2 separate regions of the Sus scrofa genome follow, and region 1 is linked to region 2. A link is a contact called in public HiChIP or PLAC-seq data. All regions are on one chromosome and are shown on one strand. Each heading gives the region's core, a stretch centred on a gene start, on an enhancer-like site or on the middle of the called end of the contact. The rest is flanking DNA. Distances are from core to core; before and after follow the strand shown. Region 1 overlaps PIP5KL1 (phosphatidylinositol 4-phosphate 5-kinase-like protein 1). Region 2 overlaps FPGS (folylpolyglutamate synthase, mitochondrial).

The links. HiChIP or PLAC-seq counts read pairs in DNA pulled down with a chosen protein or histone mark.
Region 1: an H3K27ac HiChIP or PLAC-seq map of alveolar macrophages shows a contact between it and region 2. The contact joins two enhancer-like sites. A contact is called at or near these places in 2 of 47 Hi-C or Micro-C datasets (embryonic fibroblasts and heart right ventricle) and 1 of 2 datasets of contacts at active chromatin or transcription factors (alveolar macrophages).

What each region holds. Positions count from the first base shown.
Region 1 is chr1:268,403,018-268,409,636 of Sscrofa11.1, reverse strand. It overlaps PIP5KL1 (phosphatidylinositol 4-phosphate 5-kinase-like protein 1), which reads left to right. Exons shown (of 10, transcript XM_021069432.1): 10 at 1-524. The coding sequence ends at 188. Among named protein-coding and RNA genes, the nearest start is that of ST6GALNAC4, 3.9 kb to the right of the region's middle. Within about 2 kb of position 2,371, at least 20 of the 83 cell types and tissues checked have an H3K27ac peak or open chromatin away from gene starts, as enhancers often do. A contact at or near this core is called in alveolar macrophages, where this site is marked.
Region 2 is chr1:268,292,260-268,298,553 of Sscrofa11.1, reverse strand. All of the region lies in intron 2 of FPGS (folylpolyglutamate synthase, mitochondrial), which reads right to left. Among named protein-coding and RNA genes, the nearest start is that of FPGS, 14 kb to the right of the region's middle. Within about 2 kb of position 4,088, at least 2 of the 83 cell types and tissues checked have an H3K27ac peak or open chromatin away from gene starts, as enhancers often do. A contact at or near this core is called in alveolar macrophages, where this site is marked.

The DNA.
Region 1 (6,619 bases), core at 1,122-3,621, 110 kb before region 2:
ACATCCTGGACGGGCCGGAGCAGCGCTACTTCTTGGGGCTTGTGGATCTCGCCACGGTCTACGGGCTTCGCAAGCGGCTGGAGCACCTATGGAAGACGCTGTGCTATCCGGGCCGGACCTTCTCCACCGTCAGCCCGGCTCGCTACGCCCGTCGCCTCTGCCAGTGGGTAGAGGCGCACACCGAGTGACCAGCGTCCGACCACGCTCTTCCCACCTGGACAATGGGCGCACGCCAGGCACGCGAGTTCCAGCCTGGCCTGGGCAGAGGGTCAGGCTCCCCTTGCCTGCTGTTCCTCCCGTTGGCCTCCTGAGGGCAGCATCCCCCTAGTTAATATGATGAACTCCTTTTGATGGCGATGCTGTGCCTGGCATCGTGCCAAGGACTCCCCTATGTTAGCTCATTTAATCTTCGGGAAAAAAAAGTTAATATTCATTTTTTTTTACAGCTATGAAATGAAGGCTTAAGGGGTGAAGGGACTGAGTAAGATCATTCAGCAATAAATGCTGCAACCAGCCGCCCAGTTTATCTGACCTCATAAGCCTCAGGCACACAGATGTGGGAACGGCCAATCCATGCCGACAGGGTGCATGGGTTGGGGCTCAATATACCTTTTGAACTCAGGAGCGTGTATTCTTACACACCAGCTTCTGCAGCCCTATCTTCATTGGGGAAGGAGGGCATCTGAAAGCTCCAGCCCAGCCCCCTTGTCGTCCAGATGGGGAAACTGCAGTCCAGAGACTTTAAGGGGGTTTTGCACTGGTAAGTGGCCCGAGAAGCCAGGCCTCCCACTCCTCTGCCCCTGGCTCAGGCAGGGCCCACTGGCCTCAGTCTGGGGTGGCCTCCCTCCCTCCTGCTCCTCTACGGATGCAAGTGGGGTATTGAGGCGGTCCTGCAGCACTGGGATGCATTAGATTGGGGTCCACTATTGACCTTGAATAAGATCTGCCCGCCTCTGGGAGTCACTTTTATCATCTATGACATGGGAGCAGAGGTTTGTGGTCAGACCAGGCGACGTGGACACACAGATGTCACCGGAAGCAGAGAAGCAAATTGCCTGCCTAGCCCCTGGTCATTCCTTCTCCCTCCTCCAGGAAACTCCAGCCTTCCCTCTGACCCCCGGCCAGTCAGATCGTGGCCAAGTGGGCCTTTCTTCTAGAGCTTCTTTGAGACCTGGCTGTGTGACCAGGACAAGGTGCTAAACTTCTCTGTGCCTCAGTGGTCTAATCTTTAAAATGGAAATATCTAACTCATTAAATATTTATTGAGCACCTGCTATGCGACAGGTCCTCTGCTGGGAAATGGGGGCCTGGGGTGGAGCAAGATACCTAGATTCCGCTTCCACAGAACTCACAGTTGGGGGACAGTGACAAAAGCAACCTGGTGTGACAAAGCCTTGTGAAGGAACATGGGGCCGTGGGACTCAGGGAAGGAGCCCCTACCTCGTTATTTGATGGGGTGGGAACTCTCACTTCTGAACTGAGACCAGAAGAATCAGAAGCAGCCCTGAGTGGGTCCCAGGCCGAGGACACAGCAAAGATCTGGGGAAAAAGAGAGCCTGGCTTTTGAGGATAATATTGCACCATGGTTGCTGTTCAGGGTGTAGGGGGAGGGGCAGTGTGGTGGGAGGGGGCTGGCCCCCAGGACTGGATGACTCCAGACCTTAGGGTAGCCACTCAGTTGCATCCAACACTGCTCTGCCCTTGACCTTCAGAGAAAATGAGGGGAAATTGCTGGTAGAGTAGGGAGAGGAAAGGGAAAATTTTTTCTTTCTCTCTCTCTTTTTTTTTTTTTTTTGGTCTTTTCTAGGGTTGCACCCATGGCATATGGAAGTTCCCAGGCTAGGGGGTCTAATCGGAACTGTAGCTGCCGGTCTACAGCCACAGCAACACTGGAGCCGAGCCACGTCTGCAACCTACACCACAGCTCACGAGCAACGCCGGAACCTCAAGCCACTGAGCGAGGCCAGGGATCGAACCCTCAACCTCATGGTTGCTAGGTCGGGTTCGTTAACCACTGCGCCACGACAGGAACTCCATGTTTTTTTCTTTCATTTTTAAAAGTTTTATTGAAAAGTAGTTGATTTACAATGTTGTGATCATTTCCGCTGGGTTTTTTTTTTTTTTTTTTTTTTTTTTTTTGCCCACAGCACCCCCAGGATATGGAAGTTCCATAGTCAGGGATCGAGTCCAAGCCACAGCTGTGGCACCACCAGATCCTTCTACCGCAGTACCACAGCGGGAACTCTGGAAAGGGAAGTCTCAGGGTGCAGGGCTGGAGTGCGGGTTCCTGGAATATGTGTATAATTGACCTCACCCCCAGCCGTCTGTGGGACGCTGGGCGATTACTCAACTTTTCTGAGCGGGCCCAAACCACAGAGCTTTTCTCGTTCTGGCTCAGCAGGAAGTTGAGACATAGAGTGTGGTAAGGTCGTCACTAGAGAAGTGGGTGGGTCATGGAAAGTCTGTGGTGGAAGGGCAGCATGGCAGGAAACTCGGGTTTGGCCCTATATTTCTCTGGGGTCTGGATCCGACAGGGCTGAGTTGGGTCCCTACGCTCACAGAGAGGGATGGCCCGTTCCCTCTCTACCTGGGTATCTGGCAATGGGCTGAGGCAGGGCTGAGCCTGGAAGGAAAGTGGTTTGTCCCTTGTCTCATGGGGCCCAGGACTCCTGGCTCTTCTTCTTCTTTTTTTTTTTTTGTGGTCTTTTTAGGGTTGCATCCACAGCATACAGAAGTTCCCACGCTAGGGGTCGAATCAGAGCTGCAGCTGCAGCCACAGCAACACAGGATCTGAGCCGTGTCTGCAACCTACACTGCAGTTTATGGCAATGCCAGATCCTTACCCCACTGAACAGGGCCAGGGATCGAACCCCAATCCTCATGGATGCTAGTTGGGTTCATTACCCTTGAGCCACACAGGAACTCCCTCCTGGCTCTTCTAAGTGGCTCATTCAACAGACATTATCTAGAGAGTCTCACTTTTTTTTTTTTTTTTTGTCTTTTTGCCTTTTCTAGGGCTGCTTCCCACGGCATATGGAGGGTCCCAGGCCAGGGGTCTAATTGGAGCTGTAGCCACTGGCCTACACCAGAGCCACAGCAACGCAGGATCCGAGCTACATCTGTGACCTACACCACAGCTCACAGCAATGCCAGGTCCTTAACCCACTGAGCAAGGCCAGGGATCGAACCGCAACCATCTAGGGATTCTCTTGTGGTGCAGCGGATTAAGGATCTGGCCCTGTTACTGCAGTGGCTTGGGTTTGATGCCTGGCTGGGGAACTTCCACATGCTTCAGGTTTGGCCCCCCCCCCAAAAAAAAGACATTTGGGAGTTCCTGCTGTGGCTCAAAGGTAATGAACCTGATTAGTAGCCATGAATGAGCACGTGGTTTGATCCCTGGCCCCACTCAGGCGGTTAAGGATCCGGTGTTGCCACGAGCTGTGGTGTATGTCACAGACACAGGGATCCTGCGTTGCTGCGGCTGTGGCATAGGCTGGCAGCCAAAGCCCTGATGAGACCCCTAGCCTGGGAACCTCTATAGTGGCCCTAAAAAGACAACAACAACAACAACAAAGACATTTGTGCAGGTGTTGGAAATGCCCTGAGAACACAAGTGGATCCTAGAGGCTAATGGGCAGGTGGACCGTAAACAGGAAAACCAGTTAATACACAGGAGGATTTCAGAGTGTGACAAGTACCGTGAAAAAAATAAATCAAGGTGGGACAAGAGGGATGGGGCTGTGATGTAGGGTAGAGGACCCGGCGAGGGCCTTTCTGAGGATATTTGAGCTGAATGACAAGTAGAGCTGGTCATGTGAATAGACAAGTCCAGGCAGAGGATGTGACAAGTGCAAAGGTCCTGAGGCAGGAAGGAGGGCATCAAGATTGAGGATCAGAACGGCAGCCAGGGTGGGTGGATGGTGACTGAGGAGGCAGGTGTTCAGACCGCGCAGGGACTTGCAGATCAGGGTAAGGAGAGAGGACTTTTGCCAAAACCAAGTTGAAGAGCTTCATTTGAGGCTGTGGGATGACCCAGAGTCAGTTCCATGGTGGATGTGACAGCTTTATCTCCTCTGGGAGCCTAGGACATATGGGTACGTCCCTGTCTCCATGGGGTCCTAGCCAGCAGGGATTTGCCTCCCTTTGGAAGGAATTGTCACTTCCCTAGCCCTTGTGGGTGATCAGTGAATCCATAGGGAAGGTATCACATTTTCCCCTTGGGGCTGAGTCTATGAGGAGGGTTTTATTAATTTATTTACTTATTTTGGCTGCACCCATGGCATATGGAAGTTCCCTGGCTAGGGGTCAAATTGGAGCTGCAGCTGCAGTCAGAGCTTACACCACAGAAACTCAGGATCTGAGCTACCTCCTTGAGCTACACCACAACTTGTGGCAATGTCAGATCCTTAACCCACTAAGCAAGGCATCCTTATGGACATTGCGTTGGGTCCTTAACCCATGGAGCCACAGTGGGAACTCCACCCCCCCAAAAAAAAACAGTTTAGATGGGAAGTATGCTCTCCACTTCACTGCAGGCCCACCCCTCCCTCTTGCCTTGTATCTGCCCCTTCAAACCTTTCTGGCCCTAGAACACACTTGAGTCTTAAATTCCTGAGGGATCCATGTGAGCCTTCAAATGGGACACATTTCAGCACCTGCAGGGACCCTACACTGAGCTGGCTTTGAATTGGAGGACACTTTGAAAAGGGGGCTGTTATGCCATGATTTCTTTGGTGCTATGATTCTTACTCATCTTATGTGAAACTCATCGGATTTAAGCTTAGCAATTCAAAGATGGAGTCCCAGTGGCCAATGGGAACTTCCATATTGGTTGTTGTGAACGGTCCAATACAGGACTGTGCGTTTTCTGAGGGTCATAAATGAAGAGTGTTGCCTTAGATAAGGGATTGCTTCCCAGGAAAGACTTTACTGGTGAAGAAAGAGTGACAGATAGAGATGAGATCCCTTGGGGGCATCAGGTTATACCCTACAGGCAGATTCCCTTAAAATGAGATCGCAGAGCTGAGCTACTTGAAGATCTTTGTTGGAAGACTCCACGCTGCCGAGAGCTCTTCCACACGGATGCTCTGTTGGAGCAGAAGCAAGTGTGTCTTTCCTTCCCACTCACCTTTGTCATGAGTCCCAGTCAGCTGAACCAGAGCCCAATGCTCACGTGTGCTGAGACGCCACCTTCCCAAACTACTTGGAGTGTTTTTTTAAATCCCCTTTTCTATTGTTCTTACTTTGACTCATGTGTGTTGTACACTAATTGTGTGCAGTAAACCAAGTGACTCGTAAATTAAATACTGCAGGGAGTTCCTGCCGCGGTGCCTTGGTAATGAACCTGACTAGGAACCATGAGGACGCCAGTTAGACCCCTGGCCTCGCTCAGTGGGTTAAGGATCTGGCATTGCCGTGAGCTGTGGTGTAGGTCGCAGATGAGGCTTGGATCCCCGGTGGCTGTGGCTGTGGTGTAAGCCGGCAGCTGCAGCTCTGATTTAACCCCTAGCCTGGGAACCTCCATATGCCGAGGGTGTGGCCTGGAAAAGCAAAACAAATAAGTAAATCAAATACTGGCTCTGTTCTGTGTATTCCCCAGTCGTGGGATTCTCACCTGGTCTTACCACTGGGCCCTGCCACAAAACACAGGCGTTTGAGAAGTGAAAAGTAAGTGGTCAGAGCCCTGGCTCCAAAGTGAGACGGCCCAGGGTTTGGATCTTGGCTCTGCCATGTGTCCCCCCTGCACTGTCTCATTGGGATGTGTGCGCTATTATCATCCCCACTGCACAGAGGGGAGAAACTGACGCTCATGTTGATAGGGATGGGGTGAACACAGGTATTTTTAGAAATCCCAATAAAGGACCACGGATAATGAGGGAAACTTAGGGGAGATCGCTGTAAGTAAATCAATTGCTCACAAAAGCTATCGGAACAAGGCAGCTTTGCTGCATGAGTGGAGCCTTGAGAACGGCCTCAGGTCGTTGGGTGGGGGATGGGATGAGGCCTGCAGGCATATTCAGACCAAGGGCAAGAATTTGAAGACCACCCTTCTGCGGATTTGAATCCACACCTTACTAAGGAGGAGCTACTACTTCCAGAAAGGAAGAGGCGGGCTTTTCCAACCCCAACTCCCCTTGGATGATAAAAGCACCAGATCCTGGAGGCAGAGCTTCCATCTCTCCCAAGCGTCCTATCCTAATAAATCTATTTCTTGCCTATCACTTTGTCTCTGGCTGAGTTCTTTCAACCTTGAGGTTGAATTCCTTCTCAGCCTCAGTGAGTCCAGACACAGAATGAGGGATTCTAATTTAAAACCGTGGGTTTACATGAGGTTGCAGGTTCGACCCCTGCGCTTACTCAGTGGGTTGACGATCTGGCACTGCCGGTGAGCTGTGGTGTAGGTCGCAGACGCGGCTCGGATCCCGCGTTGCTGGGGCTCTGGCGTAGGCTGGCAGCTACAGCTCCGATTAGACCCCTACCTAGCCTGGGAACCTCCATATGCCGCAGGAGCGGCCTAAGAAATGTCAAAAAGACCAAAAAAAAAAAACCCCAAAACCTTGGGTTCAAGTCCCAGTCTAGGTTCAGGCTGGGTTCGAGTCCCCTGGTGCACGTGGGTTCA
Region 2 (6,294 bases), core at 2,839-5,338:
ATGCTAAGTGACTCAGGCCCGGCTCACGTGTCATGGCATGACCTCCAGCGGGCGGGCAGGATACCTGATACTCCATGCCGGGCTCCTGTGGCGCGGGCCACGCGCTCAACCCTCGCCTCGCTGCGACCCCGGTTGTTGCACCACGCGAAGGAACCGCTGCCAGGAAGCGAGCCGCGAGCAGGTGGCTACGTGCCCGCGACATAGTAGAGGCGCCGGCAGCTGCTCGCTAGGCCCAGACCACCAAAAAACACGTCCCTCCTGGCCCCGCCCCCGACGCGCCCCCTCCCCTTCACCAATCAGCGCTGTCCGAGGAGCCGGCACCAATAAGAAGCTGCAGGACGCCATCGTTGTGAGGGGCAAGCCCTGGGGGGCTTCGTCCATGTTTATTAGGGGCACGTTCCCGGGGGCGTTCTCTGCCCTTGGAGAAACACTCACTCCTTTCGTCACCATCCTCTCTCCCAAAATAGCTAGTTCCTGCTCCTGACCGGAACCAGCTCCGAGCCAGGACAGAATGACAGAGCTAGCGGACACTTTCAGGGAGGTCCCTGATGGCCCAACTCCACGCAGAGACCCAAGGCTGCGGGGGAAGCGGTCCCAGCCCTCCTGAATCTGACAGCCGAGTTGCGGGGCAGTAATAGACCAGGCACCTTCGCTACTGAGATCTCGAATAGTTCCTGAGCAGCCTGAGGCTTCCTGAAAGAGGAGACATCCCGGCCCCAGGAGGCCTGGGGCTGGAGGGCAGACAGCGAGTTGGCGGGATGAGAGCTTTTTAGGCAAAGGGAGGGAAGGCTATGTGAAAAGCAAAAGATGGGAGAGAGAACTAGGCACCTGAGAGAACTACACTTCCACAGGGTTGGGCCTCATCACCATGGAGGGACAGGATGTCACATCCAGCAGGACCTGGTAGCCTTATAAGAAATTGGATTGCATTTCTTTTCTTTTTTTCTTTTTATCGCTACACCTATGGCATATGGAAGTTCCTGGGCTAGGGGTTGAATCAGAACTGTGGCTGCCAGCCTAAGCCACGGCCTTGCAACACTGGACACGAGCCACATCTGGGACCTACGCTGCAGCTTGGGGTAGCACTAGATCCTTAGTGAGCCACTAAGGCCAGAGATCAAACCAGCATCCAGAACAGACACTATATCCGGTTCTTAACCTGCCAAGCCACAGCAGCAACTCCTGGATTGCATTTGCTTACTTATTTAGTCTTTTGAGGGCTGCACCTGTGGCATATGGAAGTTCCCAGGCTAGGAGTCAAATCGGAACTGCAGCTGCTGGCCCACACCACAGCCACAGTCACGCTGGATCCTTAACCCACTCAGCAAGGCCAGCGATTGAACCTGATCCCCGTGGATACTGATCAGGTTCTTAACCCACTGAACCACAACAGGAACTCCCTGCACTGCATTTAGATGACAATGAAATGGTCCTAAGAAGGGTTGACAAGATCAGATTTACACTGGAAGATTCCAGATTGGAGAACGATCCAGGGCCAGGGAAATGATGTGTCCTACCTGTGGCTGGAGGACCCCCATGTGTCCTGAAGTTCTCAGAACTTTTTCTGTCTATGACTTTCTTGGCCCCAACTGCCAGCATGGAAAAAAGCAGTGTTTTTTCAGCTGAAGTCCAGAAAGGTGTGTGTGTTGAGATGGGGGTGGGGGGTTGCTGCAAAAACCCTCTGGAGAACTTTCCACAGATAAAAGGCAATCCCTTAACAGCTAATGGGATTTCAGCACCAGTACACAAGAGACCATTTGATTTTGAAGTAAACATATACATTGCCATGTTACCGTGGCTGTGGTGTGGGCAGGCAGGTACCGCTCTAATTTGACCCCTAGCCTGGGAACCTCCATATGCCTTGAGGGTGGCCCTAAAAAGCAAATAAATAAGTAAATTTAAAAATATATATATAGGAGTTCCCGTCGTGGCCCAGTGGTTAACGAATCCGACTAGGAACAATGAGGTTGTGGGTTCGATCCCTGGCCTTGCTCAGTGGGTTAAGGATCTGGCGTTGCCGTGAGCTGTGGTGTAGGTCACAGACACTGCTCGGATCCTGAGTTGCTGTGGCTGTAGTATAGGCCGGCGGCTACAGCTCCGATTCGACCCCTAGCCTGGGAACCTCCATATGCCGCAGGAGCAGCCCTAGAAAGGCAAAAAAACAAAAATAAAAATAAATGGGAGTTCCCATCGTGGCTCAGTGGTTAACGAATCTGACTAGGAACCATGAGGTTGCGGGTTCGATCCCTGGCCTTGCTCAGTGGGTTAAGGATCCGGCAGTTGCCGTGAGCTGTGGTGTAGGTTGCAGATGTGGCTCAGATCCCGCGTTGCTATGGCTCTGGCATAGGCTGGTGGCTACAGCTCCAATTCGACCCCTAGTCTAGGAACCTCCATATGCCGTGGGAGCGGCCCAAGAAATGGCAAAAAGACAAAAAAAAAAATATATATATATATATATATATGTGTGTGTGTATGTATGTTGTGAAGATCCTGTCATTGGCTGGATTTCCAATAAAAATAAAAATAAAAAAAAATATATATATATATGCTGTGAAGATGCTGTCTTTGGCTAGACTTCCACTTTCCATATCGCTGCTAGGGGCTCCCCACCCCCGCCCCATGGAAGACAGGTCCTCTTCTCCTTTCGTTTCCTTTTTTTTTAATCATTGTAACTTTGTATGTATCCATGGATAAAGTTTCATAACTTCATAAAAATGACCATAAAGAGGCTTTACATATGTTTCTTTTGCTTAACCTTCTCCCTCTCCCCATGCCTCGCCCTCATGATTCTCGACAGTCATAAAATCACAGACACACCTAGACATCCACAGGGCTTTGATGCAAGTGACAATATTTTCTGCCTCTTAACCTTCTGACTCAAATCATAAGCTTATAGGGATCCCTGTAAGATATTTACCTAGAAAACAGTTAGGTAGCGCCTCTCAGGGCCAGGCACTGGCTCTAAACACCTTCCACATTAGTTGCTCATTTAATCATCAAAACCCTATCAAATAGGTACAACTTTTATGACCCTCCTTGTACAGGTGATGAAACTGAGGCACAAAGGATTTTTTTTTTTTTTTTTTTTTGGTCTTTTGGCCATTTCTTGGGCCACTCCCGCAGCATATGGGGGTTCCCAGGCTAGGGGTCCAGTCAGAGATGTAGCATCCGGCCTACACCAGAGCCACAGCAACACAGGATCCGAGCCGTGTCTGCAACCTACACCACAGCTCACGACAACGCCAGATCGTTAACCCACTGAGTAAGGGCAGGGACTGAACCCGCAACCTCATGGTTCCTAGTCGGATTCGTTAACCACTGCGCCACGACAGGAACTCCCACAAAGGATTTTTAAAGGCGTATGCCCGGAGGTCCCGTTGTGGTAACAAACCCTATTAGTACCCCTGAGGATTTGGGTTCAATCCCCGGCCTTGCCCTGTGGGTTAAGGATCCAGTGCTGCCAGGAGCTGCAGTATAAGTTGCAGATGTGGCTTGGATCTGGTGTTGCTGTGGCTGTGGTGTAGGCCGGCAGCTGTAGCTCCGATTTGACCCCTAGCCTGGGAATTTCCATATGCCACACATGTGCCCCCCCGCCCCGCCCTGCAAAAAAAGCAAAGTTATGTTTCTTGTGATCTTTCCATTTTATGTATTTACAAATAAAAATATATATTGATTTCCCTTTTATACTTAAAGATAGCAAATAAATATTGTAGCAAAGATACTCAAAGATAGTGAATATATGTTGTATTGTACTTTTTCCACGTATCTTTAATTTCTGGACCTTATTCTGGACTGTGCTGGTACATAAGAGCTGCTCCATTGGCTCATTTTTGTTTTTTCAAAGCAGCAGAGTACTCCTTTGTGAGAGAAGAGTGTCATACATTCAGTCGGTCTCCTACTGATGGGCATTTAGGTTTTCAACATTGTGCTATTACCAGTGATGCTGCAATGGGTAACATCATTTTCTCCATGTGTGAGCACATCTGATGGATAAATTCCAAGAAGTACAATTGCTGGGTCAAAGGTGACTTGCATTTAACCCTTAAACACAGATTGCCGCATTGTCCTCCAGAGGGACAGGACCCAGTTTCCAACCCCACACCCCCGTGGGGCAGGAGCCAGCTGTTTCCTCACCAGCACACACTGTTAATCAGCAGTGATCCGGCCAACGCACAGGCGGAAAAACGGAATCTCGGGGTGGTTATCATTTGCATTTATTTTATTATGAAAGAAGTTGATTTTTTTTTTTTTTTTTGGTCTTTTTGCCTTTTCTAGGGTCACTCCCGCCGCATATGGAGGTTCCCAGGCTAGGGGGTCTAATCGGAGCTGTAGCCACGGCCTACACCAGAGCCACAGCAATGCCAGATCCAAGCTGCGTCTGCGACCTACACCACAGCTCACGGCAACGCCGGATCCCTAACCCACTGAGCAAGGCCAGGGATCGAACCCGCAACCTCATGGTTCCTAGTCAGATTCATTAACCACTGAGCCACGACGGGAACTCTGAGTATTTTTTTCTGATGTTTAAAATTCCCTTGTATTTTCTTTGAGGTCCACTTATCTCCTTTGCATTACTGCTTTTTATTTGCAAATCCCATAGAGGTTTGTAGAAGAAAACAGAGAAGCCTCTAAAGGAGAAAATCAAAGGCACCTTCATGGCACAGCTGGAGAACTACTATTGACTGTGCCACCACCGACGCATTCTCATTCTCCAGCAAGAACAATGGAAACAAAGCCATTGTCTGGACGGCCAAGAAAAGACAAGGGCACAGGGGAACTGGCTAGCAGGTCAGGGTCCAGGTCTGCAGACCTGTGTGGAGGGTGAGGGGCCAGGAATCCTGCTTTAACCCCCACCCTCCCAAAGACATCCGTCCATTCACTCCTTCATTTGGTGAGACACGGTCTCTATGCCAGACCTGGGCTGGGTGTGGGGGATGCTGGGTTCTGGGGACAGATGACAAGGCTTGACTCTTGGAGTACCCTGTCTAGGGGGCGCATGGCCAGTGAAGAAGGAAACTTACAAAGACTGGATATTTGCAACCCCTGATTAGAACCTGTAGGGGCAGGAGACTGAGGCCCAGAGAGGGAGAGAGACAGCTTGGGGTCACACAGCAGGTCAGCCAAGGCACTATGTTGGGCTTTCTAAACTCAGATCTGCCCGAGTCACTGCCTCGTCTCCTGCTCCATCATGACAGCTGACAAAGACTTCAGGAATTGGCCTTGGCCTCTTCCACCTCCAACCTTACATTTACATAGTTGCCTCAGCCTGAAACACCCTTCCCCTAAGTTCTTCCTCTTGGCTTTTTCGGGTGTGTTCTTTTAGCTATTATTAAGCGCTTAGCCCATACTTAGCATTGCAATTTCTTTTCTTTTCCTTTTTGTTTTTTTTTTTTTTTTATGGCTACACCCGTGGCATATGGAAGTTCCTGGGGCAGGGATTGAATCTGAGCCACAGCTGTGACCTATGCTACAGCTGTGGCCACTCTGGATCTTTAACCCACTACTCGGGGCTACCTCTGTAGCAACCCAAGCCACTGCAGTTGGGTTCTTAACCCACTGTGCCACAGCGGGAACTCCTGCAATTTCTTTTTATCCTCACAAGAACTGTATAAATTTGGAGTTCCTGTCGTGGTTCAGTGGAAACGAATCTGACTAGATCCATGAGGTTCGATCCCTGGCCTTGCTCAGTGGCTTAAGGATCTGGTGTTGCCGTGAGCTATGGTGTAAGTTGCAGATGTGGCTCAGATTTGGTGTTGCTGCGGCTATGGTGTAGGCCATCAGCTACAGTTCCGATTCGACCTCTAGCCTGGGAACCTCCATATGCTGCGAGTGTGGCCCCAAAAAGATCAAGAAAAAAAATGTATGAATTAGCAATTAGACCCATTTTACAGGTGACAAAATGGAGGCACAAAGAGGGTAAGAAGGTAAGCAACTCACTCAGGATGGCATGGCCAGTATGTGGTAGAGCCAAGATGTAAACCCAGACTTACTGACTCTAAAATCTGTCCCCACTCACCACCACTTGTCTGGTCAATGTCTGCAGCCTAATGCTTTGTGACCTTGGGCAATTTGCTACCCCTTGCTGATCCTGTCTGACACTCAGTCTCCTCCTTAGCAAGATAAGGGCTGAAATGAGCTCTGTCCCAGCTCATGATTTCTAGAGGGGGTCTTGATGAGGACAAGAGTCTCCAAAGGCCACTACACTCCAGAGAGTCTGGACTAGAGGAGTCCAGCTGCCCCTTCCCCACCCTCAGCCACGATTCTTTGGTTCAAGCTCATCAGCCGGTTTATGCA